Linked DNA regions of Mus musculus: all the other regions are linked to region 4. The links are chromatin contacts, called in public HiChIP or PLAC-seq and promoter capture Hi-C maps. All regions are on one chromosome and are shown on one strand. The core of a region is the stretch at or near the end of the contact, and the rest is flanking DNA. Distances in the headings are between cores, read along the strand shown. Region 1 overlaps Fmn2 (formin 2). Region 2 overlaps Fmn2 (formin 2). Region 3 overlaps Grem2 (gremlin 2, DAN family BMP antagonist). Region 4 holds the start of Fh1 (fumarate hydratase 1). Region 5 has its middle 78 kb from the start of Grem2. Region 6 holds the start of Grem2 (gremlin 2, DAN family BMP antagonist). Region 7 overlaps Fmn2 (formin 2).

The links. Promoter capture Hi-C pulls out the DNA fragments that hold promoters and counts their contacts. HiChIP or PLAC-seq counts read pairs in DNA pulled down with a chosen protein or histone mark.
Region 1: a contact with region 4 is called in an H3K4me3 HiChIP or PLAC-seq map of neural tube, with 7 times the contacts expected there. The contact joins the enhancer-like site here to the promoter of Fh1 in region 4. A contact is called at or near these places in 4 of 39 promoter capture datasets (hippocampal neurons, liver and second pharyngeal arch cranial neural crest) and 1 of 115 datasets of contacts at active chromatin or transcription factors (neural tube).
Region 2: an H3K27ac HiChIP or PLAC-seq map of the NIH/3T3 cell line shows a contact between it and region 4, with 4 times the contacts expected there. The contact joins the enhancer-like site here to the promoter of Fh1 in region 4. A contact is called at or near these places in 9 of 39 promoter capture datasets (the 3T3-L1 cell line, cranial neural crest, hippocampal neurons and 5 more) and 2 of 115 datasets of contacts at active chromatin or transcription factors (the NIH/3T3 cell line and large pre-B cells).
Region 3: a promoter capture Hi-C map of liver shows a contact between it and region 4, with 2.7 times the contacts expected there. The contact joins the enhancer-like site here to the promoter of Fh1 in region 4. A contact is called at or near these places in 6 of 39 promoter capture datasets (the 3T3-L1 cell line, cranial neural crest, hippocampal neurons and 2 more).
Region 5: a contact with region 4 is called in a promoter capture Hi-C map of liver, with 2.3 times the contacts expected there. The contact joins the enhancer-like site here to the promoter of Fh1 in region 4. A contact is called at or near these places in 5 of 39 promoter capture datasets (the 3T3-L1 cell line, 3T3-L1-derived adipocytes, cranial neural crest and 2 more) and 1 of 115 datasets of contacts at active chromatin or transcription factors (stem cell-derived neural progenitor cells).
Region 6: a promoter capture Hi-C map of 3T3-L1-derived adipocytes shows a contact between it and region 4, with 3 times the contacts expected there. The contact joins the promoter of Grem2 here to the promoter of Fh1 in region 4. A contact is called at or near these places in 7 of 39 promoter capture datasets (the 3T3-L1 cell line, 3T3-L1-derived adipocytes, hippocampal neurons and 2 more) and 1 of 484 Hi-C or Micro-C datasets (adipose-derived mesenchymal stem cells).
Region 7: a contact with region 4 is called in a promoter capture Hi-C map of liver, with 3 times the contacts expected there. The contact joins the enhancer-like site here to the promoter of Fh1 in region 4. A contact is called at or near these places in 5 of 39 promoter capture datasets (the 3T3-L1 cell line, 3T3-L1-derived adipocytes, hippocampal neurons and 1 more), 1 of 484 Hi-C or Micro-C datasets (liver) and 3 of 115 datasets of contacts at active chromatin or transcription factors (astrocytes, hepatocytes and large pre-B cells).

What each region holds. Positions count from the first base shown.
Region 1 is chr1:174,765,485-174,768,184 of GRCm38.p6, forward strand. All of the region lies in intron 15 of Fmn2 (formin 2), which reads left to right. Among named protein-coding and RNA genes, the nearest start is that of Gm51689, 10 kb to the left of the region's middle. Within about 2 kb of position 1,352, at least 5 of the 459 cell types and tissues checked have an H3K27ac peak or open chromatin away from gene starts, as enhancers often do. A contact at or near this core is called in liver and neural tube, where this site is marked.
Region 2 is chr1:174,647,799-174,650,711 of GRCm38.p6, forward strand. All of the region lies in intron 7 of Fmn2 (formin 2), which reads left to right. Among named protein-coding and RNA genes, the nearest start is that of Gm51689, 110 kb to the right of the region's middle. Within about 2 kb of position 1,578, at least 13 of the 459 cell types and tissues checked have an H3K27ac peak or open chromatin away from gene starts, as enhancers often do. A contact at or near this core is called in the NIH/3T3 cell line and second pharyngeal arch cranial neural crest, where this site is marked.
Region 3 is chr1:174,883,993-174,886,826 of GRCm38.p6, forward strand. All of the region lies in intron 1 of Grem2 (gremlin 2, DAN family BMP antagonist), which reads right to left. Among named protein-coding and RNA genes, the nearest start is that of Grem2, 36 kb to the right of the region's middle. Within about 2 kb of position 1,584, at least 2 of the 459 cell types and tissues checked have an H3K27ac peak or open chromatin away from gene starts, as enhancers often do. A contact at or near this core is called in liver, where this site is marked.
Region 4 is chr1:175,624,203-175,627,100 of GRCm38.p6, forward strand. Fh1 (fumarate hydratase 1) reads right to left here and starts at 1,433. Exons shown (of 10, transcript NM_010209.2): 1 at 1,249-1,433. The coding sequence starts at 1,371.
Region 5 is chr1:174,998,382-175,001,261 of GRCm38.p6, forward strand. No RefSeq gene overlaps it. Among named protein-coding and RNA genes, the nearest start is that of Grem2, 78 kb to the left of the region's middle. Within about 2 kb of position 1,355, at least 8 of the 459 cell types and tissues checked have an H3K27ac peak or open chromatin away from gene starts, as enhancers often do. A contact at or near this core is called in liver, where this site is marked.
Region 6 is chr1:174,920,331-174,923,160 of GRCm38.p6, forward strand. Grem2 (gremlin 2, DAN family BMP antagonist) reads right to left here and starts at 1,489. Exons shown (of 2, transcript NM_011825.1): 1 at 1,243-1,489.
Region 7 is chr1:174,741,646-174,744,688 of GRCm38.p6, forward strand. It overlaps Fmn2 (formin 2), which reads left to right. Exons shown (of 18, transcript NM_019445.2): 15 at 2,610-2,661. Among named protein-coding and RNA genes, the nearest start is that of Gm51689, 14 kb to the right of the region's middle. Within about 2 kb of position 1,281, at least 3 of the 459 cell types and tissues checked have an H3K27ac peak or open chromatin away from gene starts, as enhancers often do. A contact at or near this core is called in hepatocytes and liver, where this site is marked.

The sequences.
Region 1 (2,700 bases), core at 102-2,601, 860 kb before region 4:
GGATATCTATAGACATGTGCTTTTAAATTTCCAAATATTAAAAAAAAAGATTTTCAAAAGTGCATTTTTCATTGTTAGTTGAATAAAAACGTCATCAAGAGAAACGGTTCTGTGTAATTTTAGGACTTGTGTTCTTGAGAATTGTCAATACATGTCTATTGTATCATTTCACTGGAACACTGTGTTCCTGTGTTAGGTGTAAGGGCCTGTATTTGTTTATTGTTTTTTTTTTGGACTTTTTTTCTTTCTTTTTTTTGACACAGTCTCACTTTCAGCCCAGGCTAGCTATGAACTTATGGTGATCCTCCTGCATCAGCAGGGAATTGTAGGCACATGCCACCTCAACACCCAGCTTGACTATTTTTGAGTGACTTGATAAACTTGTTTAAATATTTTTCTATCTCTCATGATTTATTCTGTCTGCATCTCCTGCCAGACAGTTAAAGGCGCATAAAGACATCAGAAGGCAAGTAAGGTAAACATGTCACTGTCTCCTAAACGTCCTGACATTTGCTCTGTTTATTTTTCCAGTGTTTTTGTTTTATATTCCCAAATTCAAAGTTGTTCCAACTTCTTGAACTAATCTTATTTTAAGTGCTGTGTCATTTTGGGTATTTGTCTAAATTTTTACTTTGCCTGATGCCACCAAAAGTACCTATCAGCTCTTTCAGGGCAGTGTTTGTTACAACACGTTGACAATTTTACTGTCAGCTTTTCTCTGCCCCTGTGAAAGCTATCCCTGCTGCCTGCATGTCTGGATTCTGCCTGCCCCTGAGCCTGTGCGTTCCCATAAGAGTAAAATGACCAGGATGGTTGTGTCTCTGGGTACCCTCATGTTCCAGGGTCCTCAGTATGTCTGAATATTTCCTATTGTCTAACGTGTAGGAATATCAGAGTCATGGCTATAAGCTCCCTTTGGGGAAGGACTGGAAGAATACTTATAGTGTATTCTTTTAAAATTGCGTGTGTGTGTGTGTGTGTGTGTGTGTGTGTGTGTGTGTAAGTCAGAACAGAGGTCAACTTCAGCTACTTTTTTACAGTCACAATCTATCTTGTGTTCTGTAACAAACTCATGCTGACCCTGAGGCTTGTCACATTGCCTAGACTGGTAGACAATGAGCTCCAGAATCCCCTGGCTGAGCCATACCAGATCTGGGACAGGTCACTGTGCCTGGCTATCACATGGGTGCTGAAGATTAAACTCAGGACCTTGTGCTTGTGCAGCCAGCATTTCCCCCCTCAAGCATCTACCCAGATCCATTTCACTTTATTCTTGCTTCAGTGTTTCATGCCCTTCCTCACAGGGACTAGAAGCCTTCGGTCAGGTCAGTGGATTCTGGACCCAAATTAGCGTAGTTCTGAGAACCAATTGATGAATCATGGATTTTCTAGCAGAGTCACCCCTCTTAGCCTCCTGACCCTCTACTCTTGCCTTTTTCCTAAGTTTCAAGCATTGAGCAATACATTTGTTTGCCCCTAAGGATGTCATGCTCTATTAACCGTATCCACAGCGTCCTTGGCTTCCTCAGTGATTATGGTAAGTGTGGTTCCCAGGCTCTGGCCATTGAGCATTACCTCTTGGCTCCTACTTTATTAGAGTCCTATGTCTCAGTAGCTTACACTGAGCCCAACAATCCCCCACACCCTTGGCTTACAGAGAGGTCCAGCCACTGTGTTCAGCTATATCGAGGCCCTTTGACCACTGCATTCCTGGTGGCCATACTGAATGGTAGGTCCTCTGGGCTCCTCTGTGGAATAATCTTTGCTCAGTTTTCTGGCCACACATAACATACAAGAGCCTGCCTGGTTCTTGGAGTTTTCTTTGTTACTTCTGCTTCCATATGCCAGGGTACCTTTGGTATACCATCTACCCTCTTCATTGACTATCACTTATTTTTAGTTTGTAATAGAAAAGCCATATAATCTCTTCCTTTCCTTGTCAAACCTAGAACTTGCAAATCTGGCTTTTGCTTAAATATAGCTTTACTTATTATATTGACATCTAAGCAAAATGCTAAGACAGTGTCTAGGAAAGGGGTCTAACAGTGTCTTCTGGCTTAGGAGAAATGCTAGCTCTTCTTAGAGAACAGTGAATGGCCCCTATAAACTTGTATTTTGAGCATCTGTTCAAGTTTCCATGTAGATATCTCAATTTGAGCAGGCCTAATTTGAACATTTAAACATCCCTGGTACTCTGTGGTATTAACTATTGATATTGTCTTAATTGCTTATTATTTCTGCCTTATTAATAAATAGGGGACATAATTTCGTTCTCTCTAAGATGCATGTCTGTAGCCTTAACCTTGTTTTTAGTGTCCTGAGTACCTCACTGTCTTTCTCCAGGGCATCCATGCAACCTTTCAATAATGAGTCAATTCCACTTTCTATATCACTTTATTCAATCATATTTTCAGTAGTCTGCAAGGACGTTCCTAAAACAGGATGTTTTCTTAGGTCAGCTCTGGTGATAACACTAACAATTACATAGCCACTGTATATCAGTCACACATATACTGATCTGGACAGATGAGCACTGAATGATCTATTCTGTACCCTACCCTCCTGGCTGATCATTCATGTTATTTATGACACTACTGCTTAGTGAAAGTTATCTAGGAAGCCAGTGTCAAGACAAGTAAATGCACTGTGCAAAGCAGGAAGGATGCTAAATGAAATGGAAACAGTTACATGTCCGAACTG
Region 2 (2,913 bases), core at 328-2,827, 980 kb before region 4:
TTAGTCTGCTGTTACAAAAGTTTAAAGTTTGTACCATATGAAGCACAAGTCCCACTAGCTCTGTTACTTGTTAGATCATATCTGAATGCCACCATGCAAGACTTACTAGTAAATACTAATATGAACCAGATAATGTGGTTCCAAGCCATTGAAAATATCCAGAGAAGAAAGCCCCAAGAGAGAAGCGTTAGTTGAGCCTTGAGCCTCGGGTGCCTGATGCACAGGTATAATGCAGGTACAAGCCTCAAATTCTAGTCCAAATCAGTCCTACCTAGTATGTGAGCTGCAGAAGCTCTTGTAGCATTTGCTCTTTTAGAGATGTTCTTAGGATTAGAAATGCCAATTAGTGAACTAAATTGCTCTACTTAGGACTGAACTGAAAACAGGCATTTTCAAGAGACTGAATGGACATTTGTCTAAGATGTATTTAAAACGTTGGATGGAAAATAGGACAAGTTCTCTTAGGTCCTCATGGTCCAAGATTCTGCAGGATACTGGAAGAATATTGCAATTCTATTATACATGTGCCTCTCAGTTGAAAACTGGTCATTCTTTCCCCAGGCATTTGGAGCAACTATAGCATAAACCCAAGGTCCTTCTACTATAGAAAGTTGGACTCACTCCCTCCCTCCCTCCCTCCCTCCCTCCCTCCCTCCCTCCCTCCCTCCCTCCCTCCCTCCCTCCCTCCCTCCCTCCCTCCCTCTCTCTCTCTCTCTCTCTCTCTCTCTTTCTTTCTTTCTTTCTTTCTTTCTTTCTTTCTTTCTTTCTTTCTTTCTTTCTTTCTTTCCCTGTTTGTTTTAATGTATGTGTGTTTGCACATGTGTGTAGGTGCCTGCAGGTGCCAGAAGAGGGCATCAAATCCTTTAGAGATAGAATTAGAGGCATGTATGAGCCACCTGACCTGGGTTCTGGGATCTAAATATAGGTTTTACTGATAGAACAGTAAGCGTACCTAACCACTGATCGATCTCCCCAGCCTTTTCTAGTGAAGAGCAAAGGTGATTTCAAGTTATCCTTGTTGCTTAGCATCATTGATGGTGCCCAGACACATGGAAGCAGTTACTCTTTTATGTTGTTTTAATGTACATTTTAGTGGGTTTATGAAATATTTTAGGATTGGAATTTGGGTGATTTGTAACATTTTTCTAAATGGCTTTAGTGTCAGTATTGTAATACATTCTGCCTTCTACTTGACGAGTATTCCTATGCCATACCTTCCTATCATATCTACGCCGAGAGATGGTCCAAAGATGAACAGAAGAATTCTGTATAAGGATTTCAAATCTCCTTTGTGCTGCCCAGAGCCTTAGAATAGATTTAAAGCAGATTGAGTTATTCAAAGGAATGCCAATTTACCTATTAAAGGAATATGGTTTCAAGTATAACACAGGACTTATAAATCATGAAAATAGTTACTGGCTTTCTAGTTTGCCCATTTGTGAATGCGGATTCTGTTTGTTAGTCCTAAAATACCATGGGGTATAATTCACAAATAGCATGAGCGTGGCATGCCCTGTCCATTGATGAGTAACTCTTAATCAGAATTTTAGTTTTTATTAAATTGTTTTGATGGTGAGGAGGCTTCCTCGGGCTGAGACATTTGGGGTAATAGTCACAGAAAAGAACGCCAAGGCTGGCGCCAAGCACCACTTGGTGTTTCTGAAGCTGGCAGATGTAGCCCCGTGAAGTCATAGAGTGAAATCTGAAAATAATGATATGGTCTTTTCCTTCAGTCAAATATTCAGCTCGGGTTGAGCTAATAATGGGAACCTTATGAACAAAGGAGTCCGCCTGACATCTGTGTCTGTGCCACAGCCAGGGAGAGTTCATTGAAAATTTGCTCCCTTAACATGCAAGTCGAACAATAACATGGCGTGAAAGTCAGTCGTTGAAGGGTCACACAGAATTATGCAGACACTTTATCCTATTACGATCTGAAGGGAGTGCTTGAGTCCCTTCGAAACCCTGCGTAGCCATTCTCTAAAAGCTTGGCTGCTTTTCACATCCTAGCAGGAAGCAGCTGTACCTGTCTACCCTGCCTCATTGTCCTGTCAGGTAGGCATCTCTCACAGCTCCTACACTTTAATTCACGTCTAGGAAAAAACTCCACCGAGAAAACTAGAGAAATGTAACCCAGTTACATTTGATTTTGGATGTGAAGGTGCCAGAAAAAGTGTATCCAGACCTCCAGTATCATAGTATGGAAGAAAACAACCGAAGACATCTTAGTGGTCCAGTGTTTGATAGCATGGCTCATTAGTTGAGCAGATTGGACATGAACTCAAGCCTCTTCCATCAGACATGTTGCTCCCACGTATAGCATTTTTCCTACTGTCGGTGCTGGTGTCTCTATGGTGAAATATATAATACTGTTTTAAAGGTTGTCCTAAACCATTAGAGTGGGCATTTTCAGGGATGACATGCTACAGAGCCATGTTGCCCATCACAATCCTTGCTCTCAGCTGCAGGCTAAGTTAGAAGTTGTGAGATAGATTCACATCCACCCTCCTAGAACTTTTACATTCAATAGGTTAAATAGTTGGGCCTGCCTCACCTCATTTACATATCCTGGAACTGTTTTCTCTTGTTGTTTTGTTTTGTTTTGTTTTGTTTTTGTTTTTCTCCTGTCAAAAGACTAAATCTAGAATTGACTTTGTCATCACAATTCTCCTTTGAAGTGCCTTGTCAAAAAGATGAGGGTAAGATTGGTGTTCTAGATGTCATGGTCTAATCATACTCTTCTAAAAATGATTTTATTTCTTAGGTCTGAGTATTCTGTTTGTATGTGTGTCTGTGTACTATTTGAATGCCTGGGAACCCACAGAGGTCAGAAGAAGGAATAAGATCCCTTGAATCTAGAGTTATAGAGAGTGGTGAACCACCTCTGTGTGCTTGGAATTGAACCCTGATTCT
Region 3 (2,834 bases), core at 334-2,833, 740 kb before region 4:
ACCCTATGGGTGGAACAACAATATGAACTAACCAGTGCCCCCAGAGTTCGTGTCTTTAGCTGCATATGTATCAGAAGATGGCCTGGTCAGCCATCAATGGGAGGAGAGGCCCCTTAGTCTTGCAAACTTTATATGCCCCAGTACAGGGGAACGCCAGGGTCAAGAAGTGAGAGTGAGTGGGTAGGGGAGCAGGGTGGGGGGAGGGTATAGGGGACTTTGGGATAGCATTTGAAATGTAAATGAAGAAAATGCCCAATAAAAATTGGAAAAAGTTAAAAAAAAAAGTAAGGGTGGGAAGAAACCAAGGAAAAACATCAGACATGAACCTCTGGCCTCCACACATACCCATCTGCACATTTGGGTGTAAGGAGCATGAGTGATATACATGTATATGGTGGGTAGCAATGATCGCCTTAGACAGTGTGAAACTAAAGAGTCTGGATGTCATCTTTGTCAGTTAGATGTGAGCAGATCATGTGACCACCCAAAGAATGAACACAGTCTAATGTATATTCAGGGAGATCCAGGGATGCTGCAGCAATCATTGGGGGAACATAGAGAGTAACTGTCTTTTAGGAACTTAACAAGAAAGAGGGTGGCAAATGAGGGGGATCTGACTTGATGAGCTTTGTAGGCACAAAAGCCTGCCTGTAAACTGTACAAAACCTACTTTGAGGAAGTAAGAAAAGAATCTTGAAAATTAAGATACAAACGAAAAACACCCACAAGAAACAAAAATAAACTATATATGGCATTCAAATTATATCAGTAAGAACAACCAATGTATGAAAGGAAATATGAGGGCTTAAGAGTGCAGATGGGAAGCATAAGACATATCAAAGCATAACTTCGTCAAGGCTCATCAGCGAAAAACTGATTCCTATTTATCAGACAAGCATTGGAGCAAATGAAGTGGGGAGTCCAGCCCTGATATCCTTTCCTTGACTAGACCCAACCCTTACCAAAGTTGCAATGATCAGAACCTCATTTTGCTCTTTAAAAACTCTTAAGGACCTCAAGGAGCTTTTGTTTCTATTACAGCTATCATATTTATTGTATTTTAAAGTCAAACAACCTGAATTATTTATGACTTTGTTTAAAATAATCTATGGCATGTTGTGTTAAATAAAACTCTATTTTCAAAAATAGCAACTTCAAAAATTAGAATGATATACATTCACACTTTGGTAAGTCTATCTTTATAGATACCTTAATTGTTTTCATCAGCTGTTAATTAATTACTTTAATTAGCTATTTTTAGCTGATCAGCCAGGCAAAATGGCTCCTGACTATGAGTCTAAAATTCTGGGAGGCTGCTGCAGAGAAATCAAATTTGAAGCCAGCCTGGGCTATGTAATGATTTTGAGGCCAGCTTGAGCTACAAAGTAAATTATCATTCACTCTAGGCTTCCTCAGACATACTAATCAGAATCTATCCCTTCTTATAATGGCTCTGGGTATTATTTGGTAGAGAACCAAAACTTGAGATGAAACAGTTTGTTGTGTTTGAATTGACATGAGCAACTGTGAACTCTTGTCTGTGAACTTCTTGCCCGCGGCTACATTAAAGCCCATTGACCTACTACTGGCACCAGAAGGCCATAGGACGAGTTTATGTTTAAACAGCATGGTGCTGATGTAGATATGCTGTAAGAGTCAGCTAAAACATGACTGACACAGGACATTCAGGGGCCTGAGTCAGCACAAAATGTCTGACACCAGACCAGACATCCTGGGAACCCCTAAAGTAAGCAAGCAGTGATGTACTCCATTTTTTAACTATTCCTGAAAGGCTGCCAGTTTTTGTGTGGATTCTGTATAAATATGGCATTGAGGCCAGAGGTTGTAGCCTTTGCCTTTGTCAGTCTGCCTACATGTGTTTCTAGGTCTATGTGCTATGTGTCTACCACCCAAGTGGTCTGTGTGTATACGAGTATGCCTGGATGTGGTCCCTCAGTGGCCTATCTTGCAGCTGGAGTAAAAAACTATATCTCACCTCTCTTTGAATCCACAAAATTGCTTCATCTTCATGGCCTCCTGTGACCCTCCTCCTTTTCTGATATCAGAGAATGGATACCACTATATTCTTCATACTGGCCTGAATTCCTGATTCTCTTACCTTACTCTTCCACCTTCTGTGATTAAGGGAGTGTGCCATCACACCCAATTTAGAGAAAACTCATAAGCGAAACTGGTGATCTAGCTCATCTATGATTAGCTGTGTGTTAGCCAACACTGCTGTGATTGGCTGTGTGCTAGATGACATTGCTGTGATTGGCTGTGTGCTAGATGACTCTGCTGTGAATTGCTATGTATTAGATAACTCTGCTGTGACTAGCCTCAGACACCAGCAGTTTTGCTTATGTACTATCTGAGTTAAAGGTGATGTAGTGTAAGACCCACAGTCTTTGGGTATTATTGTGGTTCTTAGAAAGTTTCTTTGGATTTCTGGATTAAAAAGAAAACTCAAGAGGGAGGACTGATTTATTCTCTGTGCCGCTCTTGGGACTATACTTAGTACCTGAGATGGTCAAAAGGTACAGTGAACTAAATAATGAGAAGTATATGGAAACCAAATAATTTTAGCAGCATAACAGTAGATAAATTAATAGGAAACTAAGACAATAGATAGATCCTCTAAAATTGAAGCTCCTACATGATTGTACCCTGTGTAAAGTTTTTAAAACTCATCTGTCTATCCCTCCACCCCATCACAACCAACTCCTGCCATATTGGCACATAGAATAACCTAGCTAGAAGTGAAACTCTCATCCAACTCTAACTCTCCAAAAGAGACTCCACCCACCCCTTCTTCCAGATCCACTGTTGACACC
Region 4 (2,898 bases), core at 183-2,682:
AACCTGGACTTCATAGCTTCTTTCCAAGATTTATGTTAGTGTGTGTCTGTGTGTGCATGGGTGCATATGTGTGTGTGTGTATGTATGTTTGCACACACGCATATGTCGAGGTTATTAAGAGTGTGTTACAGGTCCCCTAAAGCTGATGTTACAGGTGGGTGTGAACCACCTGATGGATTCTTCACTGGTGTCATCTCCCAAGCCCCAAGACGGTACAGAGTTGTCATTCAAGCGTCTAGAAGTTGAGAGAACGTCTTGGCCCTTTTAAGGACACTAAAGGAGGTCTAATTAAGAAGCACAGTGTTTTCCCCAAGTTCTATCTTGCTGAGCCTCTGTAATTATCTCAGCTTTACATGTAGAAACTGGACAAAGCCTGAACGCAGCAGTAGGACTTGAAATCACACCCCACACTACAGAAGACATGCTACACTTCGGAGTGGTCTTCCTAACTATTCATTTCTCAAACTTTTCCTAACAGTACATACACACTCGCATTTTTCGTTTTCTAAAGAACTCTAAACAGTACAGGGGCTTAACGAAGCATGCCATACCTTGGACCTGGCCCCTTAAGTTCCTTTAGCTGTCTTTCTGAATACAAAATCTTGGTTAGGGCAATTGTTCGGTCCTATCCAATCTGCTCAGGCATGCTTCCGAGTACTTATGTTCCTAGGTCCACATTTATGGATTTCGGAGTTTTACACCCAGTTGTGAGAGAGAACACATGTAACCTCACAAGCTAAATAGTCAAGTTAGTAAGAAGCAAAGCCTTTCCGTTCAGAAGACACACTGGCTTCATCCACTTCGAGGGCCTGAAAGCAGGAAAGAGCACCCTGGTGGACCAAGAAGCCAGACCCTAGCCTAGGGGAGCATCCTGTCTGTGTCCAGCCAGCAGGGCTTGCGATCTGGACAAGGAAGGGGCTTCCCCTTTCCTCGGGCTACTCCTGCACCCCGGCATCCCCCACCCTCTGCCTCCGTGCACGCTCTTTCCCAGAGAAGGTGTCCTGGACCGAAGGCCTCTGCAAGCTCAGGCATTGGGCAGGTCTGCCCTGACACTCAGGCTCCCCAGCAGGAAGGAGCGCGTCCCTCAGCGCTGCCCGCAGCCCCAACACACTCGGCTGGAGGCCGCGTCCGGGGCGGATGGTGAGCGTGCTGGCCGGCGCCGAGCCCAGGCGCGGCCCGCGGGGACACCCGGGACACTCTGACGTGAAGGTCACCCCGGGGAGGCCGGGTCCCGAGATGCCCGCTCACCATTCGCGCGACGTTCGGAGCACACCGCGGGAGGGTGGTCGCTTCCCCAGACACTGCAGCACCGGCGGACGGAACCCGCAGGAGGCGACGCGAGCGCGCGAGGAGACGGAGTGCGCGGTACATGGTGCTGCTGTACGGGGGTGGAAAGCTGAGCCTGAGCCACGCCCCCTAATACGTCAGATTCCGGCCACGCTCGTAACCAATCAAACGCCTCTTCCTGAGCATGTAGGACGGGACTAACCATGACTGGCCAATAATAACTAATGGGGCGGGTTGCCTTCCCTGGGCCTGTAGTATGGCTGTTTGAAGTCCTCGGGTTCACGGGAAACTAGTGCGGAAGGAATCATGGGAAAAGACAAGAGGCGGGAGGTCAGATCTTCCGACAATACTTCAAATGTGGCTGCTAGGAGGCAGGAAACTGGCTGAAGATGCCTGTAGTACTAGGTCCGTGAGACAGCCTAGAAAGAACATGTTATCAAGTTAATATTTATCCTGCAACCACCCATGACGTGCAGCTGTATGAATCCGTGTCTCAAATACTTATCTTCCTAGAAAGTGCCTCAAATTTTAAACAAGGAAGTAGTAATCAATTATCCCACAATGCTCCTAGTTGTCATTTTGGAGTCAATTTTCCTGTCATTTTTTTAAAAGATTTATTTTATGTCTATGAGTACATTGTAGCAGACTTCAGACTCACCAGAAGAGGGCATCAGATCCCTCTTATTGTGATGGTTGTGAGCCACCCTGTGGTTGCTGAGAATTGAACTCAGGACACCTGGGAGAGCAGTCACTGCTCTTTACCACTGGGTCATCTCTCCAGCCTTTTCCTCTGTCTTTTAACATGTCCTCTGATAACATTTATAATGTGTCCACATTCCTTGGGATTTTTCATCTCTGATTTTCTTTGTGGTTACAGGCTAGGGAAAACATTGCTTAAATGATGCCAATGGAAAAAGAGTAACTGATAAAAAAAATTGTGTCTCTTCTTTTAATTTTCTAATGCAGAATCAGAAGACAGTTAAAGAGGAAGTTCTTCAGGAAATGAGAGGCTTCAATTTATAGCCTCAGCACTCTAGATGCCACGGTAGGGAGGAGTTGAATTCAAGAATAACCTTGGCTTCATAGTGAGCCTGACACAAATGCACTGTTGACCTGCAATCTTCACACTTGAGAAGTGCAGGTAGGAAGAATAGTAGTTCAAGGCCATCCTTGGCTACACAGGGAGTCTGAAGCCAGTGTGGGATACAGGCCACCCTGTCTCAAAATAACACAAATGAAATAAAATAAGTAAGAATAAGACTAATAGCTGAGCTAAATCAATTAAACCAGTACCGGTGGGTTTTCAGACCTCAGTATCTAGTTCTTCCCTCTCTCAACTAATGGCTGAGAAATTTTTAGAGTAGTTGGTGAAAGGTAGAACCAAATTTTCTTTAAAAGTTAGGTTAAGGGGAAAAAGACAAAGCAGTAAGATAAAGTACAATCATATAAAGCAGTGTATCTTCTGCCCGAAATGTTACACTTTTGCCATTAAAGAGCAGCCACAAGAGTGTGGTGAGTATGTGTGTATGTGAGTGTGTGTGGGTGTGTGTGAGTGTGTGTGTGAATATGTGTGTGTGTGTGAGTGTGCGTGTGAGTGTTTGTGTGCATGTG
Region 5 (2,880 bases), core at 105-2,604, 630 kb before region 4:
GTTCGCAAGTTGGATTTTTTTCAAAGTGTTTTTAAAGTATTTTGAAAGGCTTCTAAGAAACATCTCTTAGAGATTTGAATTTTTCTCTCATTTTGCTAATAGATTCACATTTTCACTATTTCATAATTTTTTTATTAGGATAAATAGGAATCACTTACCTAATCAGTTACTATCTGTTGCTAAGAAACCAGAGATTTAGCCAAATGGTTCATCCCAGAAATGATGCAGGGGAGGAAAATGTTCTTATCCAACTTCTACTAAAATGTGGATATCCACATTTTGCTTCACTTTGCAAAGGTATTTGGGAGTGGTTTCTTTTTTCTTTCAGGACTCTGTTTTAACATTCTGTACTCTATTTCAACACTTTGTATGAACCAGTTTTAGAAAGTCCATCGGCTGAGTTTTGTACTGTGATTGCACTGTTTGTGCGATGCGATCACCTGAGACAGTCAGGGTCAATTGAATAGGAAAGCCTGAACTTCCAGTTAGTGAGCCAGGCAGGAAGGTGTGGTAGCTCCAAATGCATCCACGTACTGAAGGTATTTTTAAATATTTTGAATTCAAAGACTTGGTGCTAAAACCTGTAATCCTAGTTTCCTGCAGGGTCTGTCTTTTGTAGAAATTTTAAGTTTGGAGAACCTCACTGAAACAGGATGCCAGGCTGAGGTACGCCTTGATAGTTATGAAAAATAAACTGGACTGTCTAAATCGAGAAAAAAACCAAAACCTTACCTTTCAGATTTTAGCACAGAGGAGAAAAGATTCAAGTTATTCAATGACCCAAAAGATAGGAGAAACCAACCCATGCCACAGGCACTGTTCTTACTGTCACTTGAACTACAGAGCTAATCAGATCCCCCAAATCCCAACATCACCAACAGTGCTCATGGCTTACCAACTTCAACACAGATAAATGGCCCCATTAACGTCAGGGCAGTTGTGTTTGTCCAGGGAATAGACGTCTGTATTTTAAATTGCATTATCCAGATTATCCAAGGGATAAGAAATGTTTACTTTCACAGATTCCAGGCTTCTGAGCTGAGTTAAACAGGACAAGTTTAAAGGCAGGGGCTCAGAGAAGTACAGGGCATGTTGACAGCTCTGCTGTGGTCTGCAGAGGCTGAGTTAGGAGAATCCAAGCTTATCTCTGCGCTCCTGGGCTGAAAGCTGGGGGCTCTCAGGCCTTCCTGCTACCTGTGTCCTCTGCGTGGCTGCTGGTGTAAGATGGACAGGTAGAGGGAGTAGAAATGGCCTATGAAGAATTTGGCTTTGGATGAGTGTTCTCAGAATGTATATCCAAGGAATGCTCAATAGCCCCTGAAGGCTGAGAAGTGAACAAGGCAGCAGGGCAGGCAGCAAGTGTGGCCTTCTTCCACTACTGTTCAGACTCAGGTAGGGCTCAGCCTTCAGGAACAAACCTGTGTTCTTGTCCAGCCTCTAATTGCTGATTTTATGTGCTAGTTAGAGATTAAATGCTTCTTTCTTTCTAGTTGGAGGAAAGGCAGAGACAGAAGAAGAAAAAGAGAACACAGAAATCTGACAAGTTACCTCCCCTTTCAACCTTCCTTCAGCCGGGCTGAACAGGACTTGGACATGATAAGCTCAGAGCATGTGGCAGCTGCTTGCTGCCATCTGCTGTATTCTTTGTTGCTAGCAAGCAGAGGACCCTGGCTCCCCAAAGAGAAAGCAGAGGGGGAAATGGAGGTGTCAGAGAGGCTGTGTTAGGTGCCACAGTTTTCTGGCACATAGGAAATCTCCAGATATTGCATTTGTAGATTTCGACCACCTAGTCACCATTGTGAACGGACCGATGTCATGGTTGTGGGACATAATAATATATTTTTTCCTCCTCACTGTGATTGTCTTTCATCTCATTTGAGAGAGAGAGACAGAGAGAGAGAGAGAGAGAGAGAGAGAGAGAGAGAGAGAGAGAGATACATGGAGACTATTAGTTTTAAACAACTTAAGTTGCTTGAATGTCTAACACAAATGCTCTGTCATATAGTATAAACCATAACTGTTGATTGAGATTCTGGAAGGACAAGAAAGGATATATATCTAAAGATAACGAAGACATCCTGAAAACAGGATCACTATATTCTCCCTCCCTTCTAATGACCCAATTCCTCCATTTTCAGTCTTTCTCTGACTTCTTCAGTGTACATATTCCTGTTGGATGGATTCACTTTAAAAAGTCCATTATAATGTGGTACTTCTAGTACCAACCTTCAAACAAAATGAGTGAGGTTCACTTGGGGCTCATCTAGTTCTTGGTTTAGCAGTTGGCATGTCCCAGATCCAGGTATTAAAACATGATCTGCTTCTGGCCTTTGAAGAATGTAGCTCAGCCCTGATCTTTTATGGCCCATTGCTTCTTTGTCCTCTGCCTGCTGACTTTTGAAGTTCGAAGGAAAGACTTGACTTTACTTCCCCTGGTTATTGGCCATAGAAATGGATCAAGGCTGAACATGAATTCACCTCATTGACAACACAGGTCATGTTTTATCTTCCATTCACTTGCCCTTGCTAATAGTGCTAGCTTTACTAGTGGCTTACACAGTAAGTCTTTCATTTTGCCCTCCTGCCTGGTGGGTTTCTCTAGAGACTACAGGATAGGTTGAAGAGTGAAACTATGTTCAGTGACATTTGAAATAGAGATTTATAGAATTTTACCTGTTGGGTACAAATCTTCTGGCCACATATTCAGGATCTAGTAATAAATTCATTAAAGACATATTGTCTTTTGCTGTTGATCTAGTGATGGCAGCATTCTGCTCCTCAGCCTACATGGGCTGCCATGACATACTTTTCACTTTATATTGCTACCATAAATCTAATTTAAAAGCTTCATTTACTATCTTACCAATATCAAAAAAATGA
Region 6 (2,830 bases), core at 239-2,738, 700 kb before region 4:
GATGAGCCAGCTCTGAACTGTCAATGAATGGGTCTCCATCAGCAAATACCAGGAGCTGACTGAGTAGAGCGTTCCTCAGATTCTGCATCTGATGGCCCACGTGACATCCTGAAGAGACCCCTACTCTGTATCCCCATTCCAGGAAAAGCACTTCGTACAGAGGCTAAGGCTGTGAATATCAGCCCTGAGGACTGTCCAGGACCAGTCCTTTATCACAATTACTCACTCAGTCCCGTTGGCTTTTCCAGGAAGATGGAACTGATTAAGCAATGTTAATTGAATCATAAGTAATCAACATGGGGGAAAAATTACATAACCAGCTTCAAAATTGTGAATCAAACATGGCAAATTCCCAGGAAAATAGCTATTTTATCGCCCCCCCCTTACCTTTCACCTCAAAAATAAACACAGAGAAATCTATACCTTGGACGATTAAACAAAACTACGAACTACACATTTCATTGCCTGGAAATGTTTATATTTTGTACAAAGTTTTTCAGTTCATAGTTTTAATTATGTAGCCCAGGCTGGCCTGGAACTCACAATCCTCCTGCCTCAGCCTCTTGAGTACTGGGATCAATTCGTATGCTTTTAACCTAATTTGAGAGAGTTTAGAACTCATCCTGTCAGGGGTGCTGAAAGACAAATGTATCATTAATTGATCAGTGAAGGTAAGACTATGACAACTGCATTTTTTGTTTTTTGTTTTTTACTTGCTGTCTCCCTTCTTTCCTTCTCTCCTTCAGACACAGCCTAAATACATAGTGATATTTCAGCCATGAGGCTGTATCCACTTTGGTACATGCTTAGGAAATCAAGACCATGCCCAAATCCTCTGTGGCTTCCTGATCCTACAGGGAACACATTAACATATTAGGTAGGCTGACTATATTCAAAACCTGCTTTCTAAACAATTACATGTTGGGTCATCATTAGAATGCGGGTCACCAAGGGGAACCCTCACTACAATGTGCAGATACTGGTGTTATTTATTTAATTAGTTAATTTAAAGATCGCTGTGAAGTTTAAAGGTCTGGGCTTTCCACCTACGCAGAATCCAATAGGTGAATCCACCTGGTGGCCCCAGCCACATGAAAGCAGTGTAACTCAGGGGGCATTCACTCGGCACTTCTCTGCGAACCAGCCAGCCCCGCGGACAGACGTGAATCTACCCTAGGTGCCTTAGAAAGGCAGAAGATAGAAACCTGTGCGCAGTCAGATAGGTTGTGACAAGCCGCATACCTGCAATGACGAGATGGAAGCCTCCTCCTCGGTTCCCTTGTGTGTCTCCCTGTCCCTCTCCTCTCTGTGAATGACAGGATCCACAGCGGGCTGTGCGCCGTATCGTCGGGGGCAGCCGCAGCCTGGTTCTGCAGGAGGCCTGGGAAGCAGCGAGGGTGTGCGGAGCGAGCGGAGCCCAGTGGAGCGCACAGAGGGCGGAGCGCGTCCCAGCCGCGCCTGCAGATGTGGAAGGAGCTGGAGACAGCACTGAGTCCTCTAGGCGCTGCATGGGGATATTATCACAGGCTGGAGTTTCTATTGGCTCAGAACACCAAACAAATCACACCAGTCACCCCTCCTTCTCGGGCTTCACTCAGCCCTCGCTTCTCATCTAACCCACAAATACTTCACACACACACACACACCCCAGTCGCTCTCTGTATTTCTCCCTTCCTCTTTGCAGACTGTGGATTTACAACCTTGTGGGCAGCTCTTAACATTTTGTTTAGCAGACTTCCAATCCAAACCTTGTCATGTAGAGAAATCCACCAGCCTCTTTACCCGCAAACCCCATTCACGCCTTCAGATCATTCTCTTTAGGGTGGACTCAAAATGTCAAGAGTATAGAAACACACACACACACACACACACACACACACACACACACACACACACACACACACACACACACACACACACGTACAAGCACACATGTGTGTGCACATGCACATAAAGCTAGGTTCCTTTTGTTTTTAATGACTGAGGCGGGTGAAATTGAAGGCAAGCTGATCCCATGGCCAAAAATGAGTTTAATTAATGATTAAAGTCTTGAATGAATTCAGCGCAAAGTATCCAACGTTTAGATTTATTTTCTTTTCCACATATCCTTATATTTTCCCGATATTTTGAACACAGAGATTTCCAATACGAATCAGGTTATTCAGCATCCAGAGAATATAGACCAATGTTCGCACACTTGGTCTGGACAGGATAGATCACTTCACTGTGATGTTCGCTGGATGCTGGCTTTTTCTCTGGGGGATTTTTGGTTTCCATTGGCCTCTTCAGCACTGAACCTCCATGAGTCTCAACTGACAAAGGCACCTGAGTGTAAACTCATCATCTGTATACATGCACAGAGGTAAACCTTTGATCCCATCAATGAAGAAATGGCCTAAGAAAATCCTGAGACCTTAGTTACTGAGCTGGGAAATTTCAAAGAAAATAAGATTTCACCTTATTTTTTTAAAAAACAGCCTACTATGGTCTTTCCTCAGTATATTTTATTGGTTTTCTTGGCAAAAGCTGTTGCTTCTGAAACCACAGAACTCCATTTTGATTTTTGCCTTGATGGTTTCTTTCCCAGAATTATCCTATTTTGCATGCCTTATTAAAACCCGACACTCTGGCTTCAGCCAACTCACAGCGCACCTAAGTTCAAAATCATAGAGAATAATATATATATATATATTTTACAATTTGCTGCTAACAAACATCTTGCCTGCTTTCTTTTCATATTTAAATCCATTCCAACAATGTGGAACTACAAAGCAGTTACTCAGAAGGGGCCAACCCAGAGTCAGCCGAGACATCCCAGATTCCTCAGGGG
Region 7 (3,043 bases), core at 31-2,530, 880 kb before region 4:
CTCCTCCTCCTCCTCCTCCTCCTCCTCCTCCTCCTCCTCCTCCTCCTCCTCCTCCTCCTCCTCCTCTTCTTCTTCTTCTTCTTCTTCTTCTTCTTCTTCTTCTTCTTCTTCTTCTTCTTCTTCTTCTTCTTCTTCTTCTTCTTCCTGCAATACAAAAGGAAATCTGCCCTGGCTCCTTGCATTGTTGACTCTACATTCAGAGTTGAAATTTGGCCTTTAATGCACTTCCTTTGATCTCCAATTAGACTGTTTATCAAAGCTGATTAGAGTTTCAATATACAAGTCCCTGTAGCTTAAAAATTACATGAAAATAATGGATAGTAGAGAAGTCCCAAGCATTGCCTGTTATTCTAATTTGACTTTATTATTGTAGCATGGTTATTAGGTTTAGTAAGGAGATCTGTTTTTATGTTTTATTTCTTTGGTATGGATCAATCTCCTGCCACATTGGATTAAAGTGGTTTTGGTTTTAATTTTTTGAAGCCAACTTTCTCAGGCACTGAAACAAGAGCTGGGTTCGGTAGACATCAAAAGGAATTATTACTGTGAACTAGCAAGACTCACTTCATTCCACTTACCATGATTTAGGGGCATACGATTTTGAAAAGCTGCAAGAATATATTTTCTGCATCTTGATATCATGTCAAAACATTATAAAACAGTGGTTGGCTCACTTAAAGATCTTTCAGATCTTCAATGCCCAAACGTAAGGAAGACATTCACTTCACATGTATTGGTCATTACAGACATTGTTTTAAATAATTTGCATATGTTGACAAGTGAATCTGATTGGTAAATGTCATGGAATTCACATTAATCTGATGGGAATTTAAAAAGTTCTTAAGAGTTTCAGTTTCATGTGCTTTTAGTTTCATAAATCATTTACTTGAATCTTCTAAACTAGTCTAGAAATTATTCCCATCAATTTCCATCAATGCTTTTAATCTGTGTATTTTTCAAGAAAACAAGCAAACGGTCCTTTGTCAAAGTAGTGTTCATTTGGGCTGCCTTTGTTATTTTTCTCTGAAGGCACTTTATGTTATTCTAGAATTGTTTCCGGAAGCAAATCACATTTTATTTTAGGCATGCTCAAGGTAGTTTTTATGTGTTCTTACTAAAGCCTTTCTGAGTTCAATATCTAATGTGTATCCCAGCCTTTCAAGTGGCTAATGATTGACCTGTAAATGCGTGTAAACAATCTAAAGTACAAAAAAGGGAAAGGAAAGGAGAAAACAAAAACTCCTGCTGCCAACTCAAATAATCCCTGTTAAATTCTGACATCCATGGAGGAGAGTGTTAGGTTGACATGTGTCAGGGCAGTGGACATGCAATACAGACCTTGCAGAGCAGTCTTAAAGCTGTAAAACACTAACCAACTCAAGCTGCACTATTGTGTTTTAAGTAGTGAGAGAGACACTTTAATAATACCCAAAGGATTATGGGTTTTATTTGGTCAACACTGCCAATTTTTTTTGTTTTGATTTTTTATGATTACAGAGTTCATTCAGTTATCCTTCTCCACTTTGCCTTCTGATTTCTCCAAATGGCTCCATCTGTGACCCAACGGAGAAGGTTTATAAATAGATTATTTACTATTTGTGTATTTTTTTTATCATGGGCACATCTATTTTTGTGAGAGAGGCATTATGAAGGTTGTGTAGGCTTGGTAATGATATTTTTTCTGTATTGTCCTGTAGTTTGGTGATATTCTAACTTTCGGTAGGTAACAGCCATGCAATTGTTAATTTGCAAAGTCATAACTAATGTTTTGCCCTCCCTCAGAGTTGACGAAAAATAACGAGTGTCTTCCTTAGTGTCTCTGAAACTTTTATGTCAAATATATATGCAGCAAGAGAAAGAGAGTAGAGTCATAGAATATTTACAGAATTTCTTAGAAAGAAGGTGAAAGTTGCTGCCATACATTTTACTTTTGGAGTGTCTATGTGATTTCTATGCAATAGGAAATCTTCATTCCACCATCCTAAATTTGATCTGTGACTTCCTGTCAGACATTTTATTTTTAGAGAAAAGCATAGAGCAAATAAATGTAAGCTTGAAGGTCAGTGATAGCGGCCTTGCCTGGCATAGGCAAGGCCCTAGATTTGATCCGCAGCACTGACAAAAATATTATAGCAGATAAATGGGTGAATAATAATGTCCCCCCTTTCAGAACAGCTCATAATCAGTCACTTGAGATCTGTCCCCAAGGGTGTGGCTACACAGAGTTTAAAATCTGTATCAGCTTCGTTTGTTTTAATTTCCAACTTGGTATTTGAACCTGTGTTGGTGTTTAGGTCCCTGCACACTCAATGTAACCTTGAAAGTAGTGTTTCCATTCCTTAGGTCTCTGTGTCAGATGTAAAGAAATTATTCTTAACCTAAAAGTTTTGGTTGGTTATGTTAAAATCCTGTGTTCTCACATATTAGTGTCAATTTAATCAAATTTAATGATGTTTCTACCATATCACTGACATTAACAGGGTTAAGATAATATTTGGTTGGAGATCATTAGAATCTGTAGTTAAATCAACTCCATGTTGTTTAGATTGTATACTCTATGAGATGGTAGAGCCTAGCACCTATTTCACATCTTTTTCTTTCATTTTCAGCTAAAATTGACCAAGAGTCACAGGAGGCTGCCCTGACAGAGACTCATAAATGGTAAGGCATTACTTTCCTTTAATATGATATTCCTTTTCAGAATAGCCTTATAAAAGCATTTAGTTTATTTTAACCCCAGGAGCCAGTTCTTGGTTGTGGGGGGTGGTTTGTTGGTTTTGTTTTGTTTTGTTTTATTACCTTCAAGCATAAACTTGGAATCTAATGTAAGAGTGTACTTTAAAGCCACAGTGAATTTGTGAGTCAGTACAACACATAGTTCTGTTGTATACTACCTTGTAATGAACTGTGCTGACATTTTCCAATGATATTCTGAAGTAAGGAAACACAAGATATGAAGAAAGTGGATTTTGTTTTGTTTGTACTTACTTTTTTATTAGCATACAAAATAACAGGTCTTATTATGATATCTTCCTTATTATTA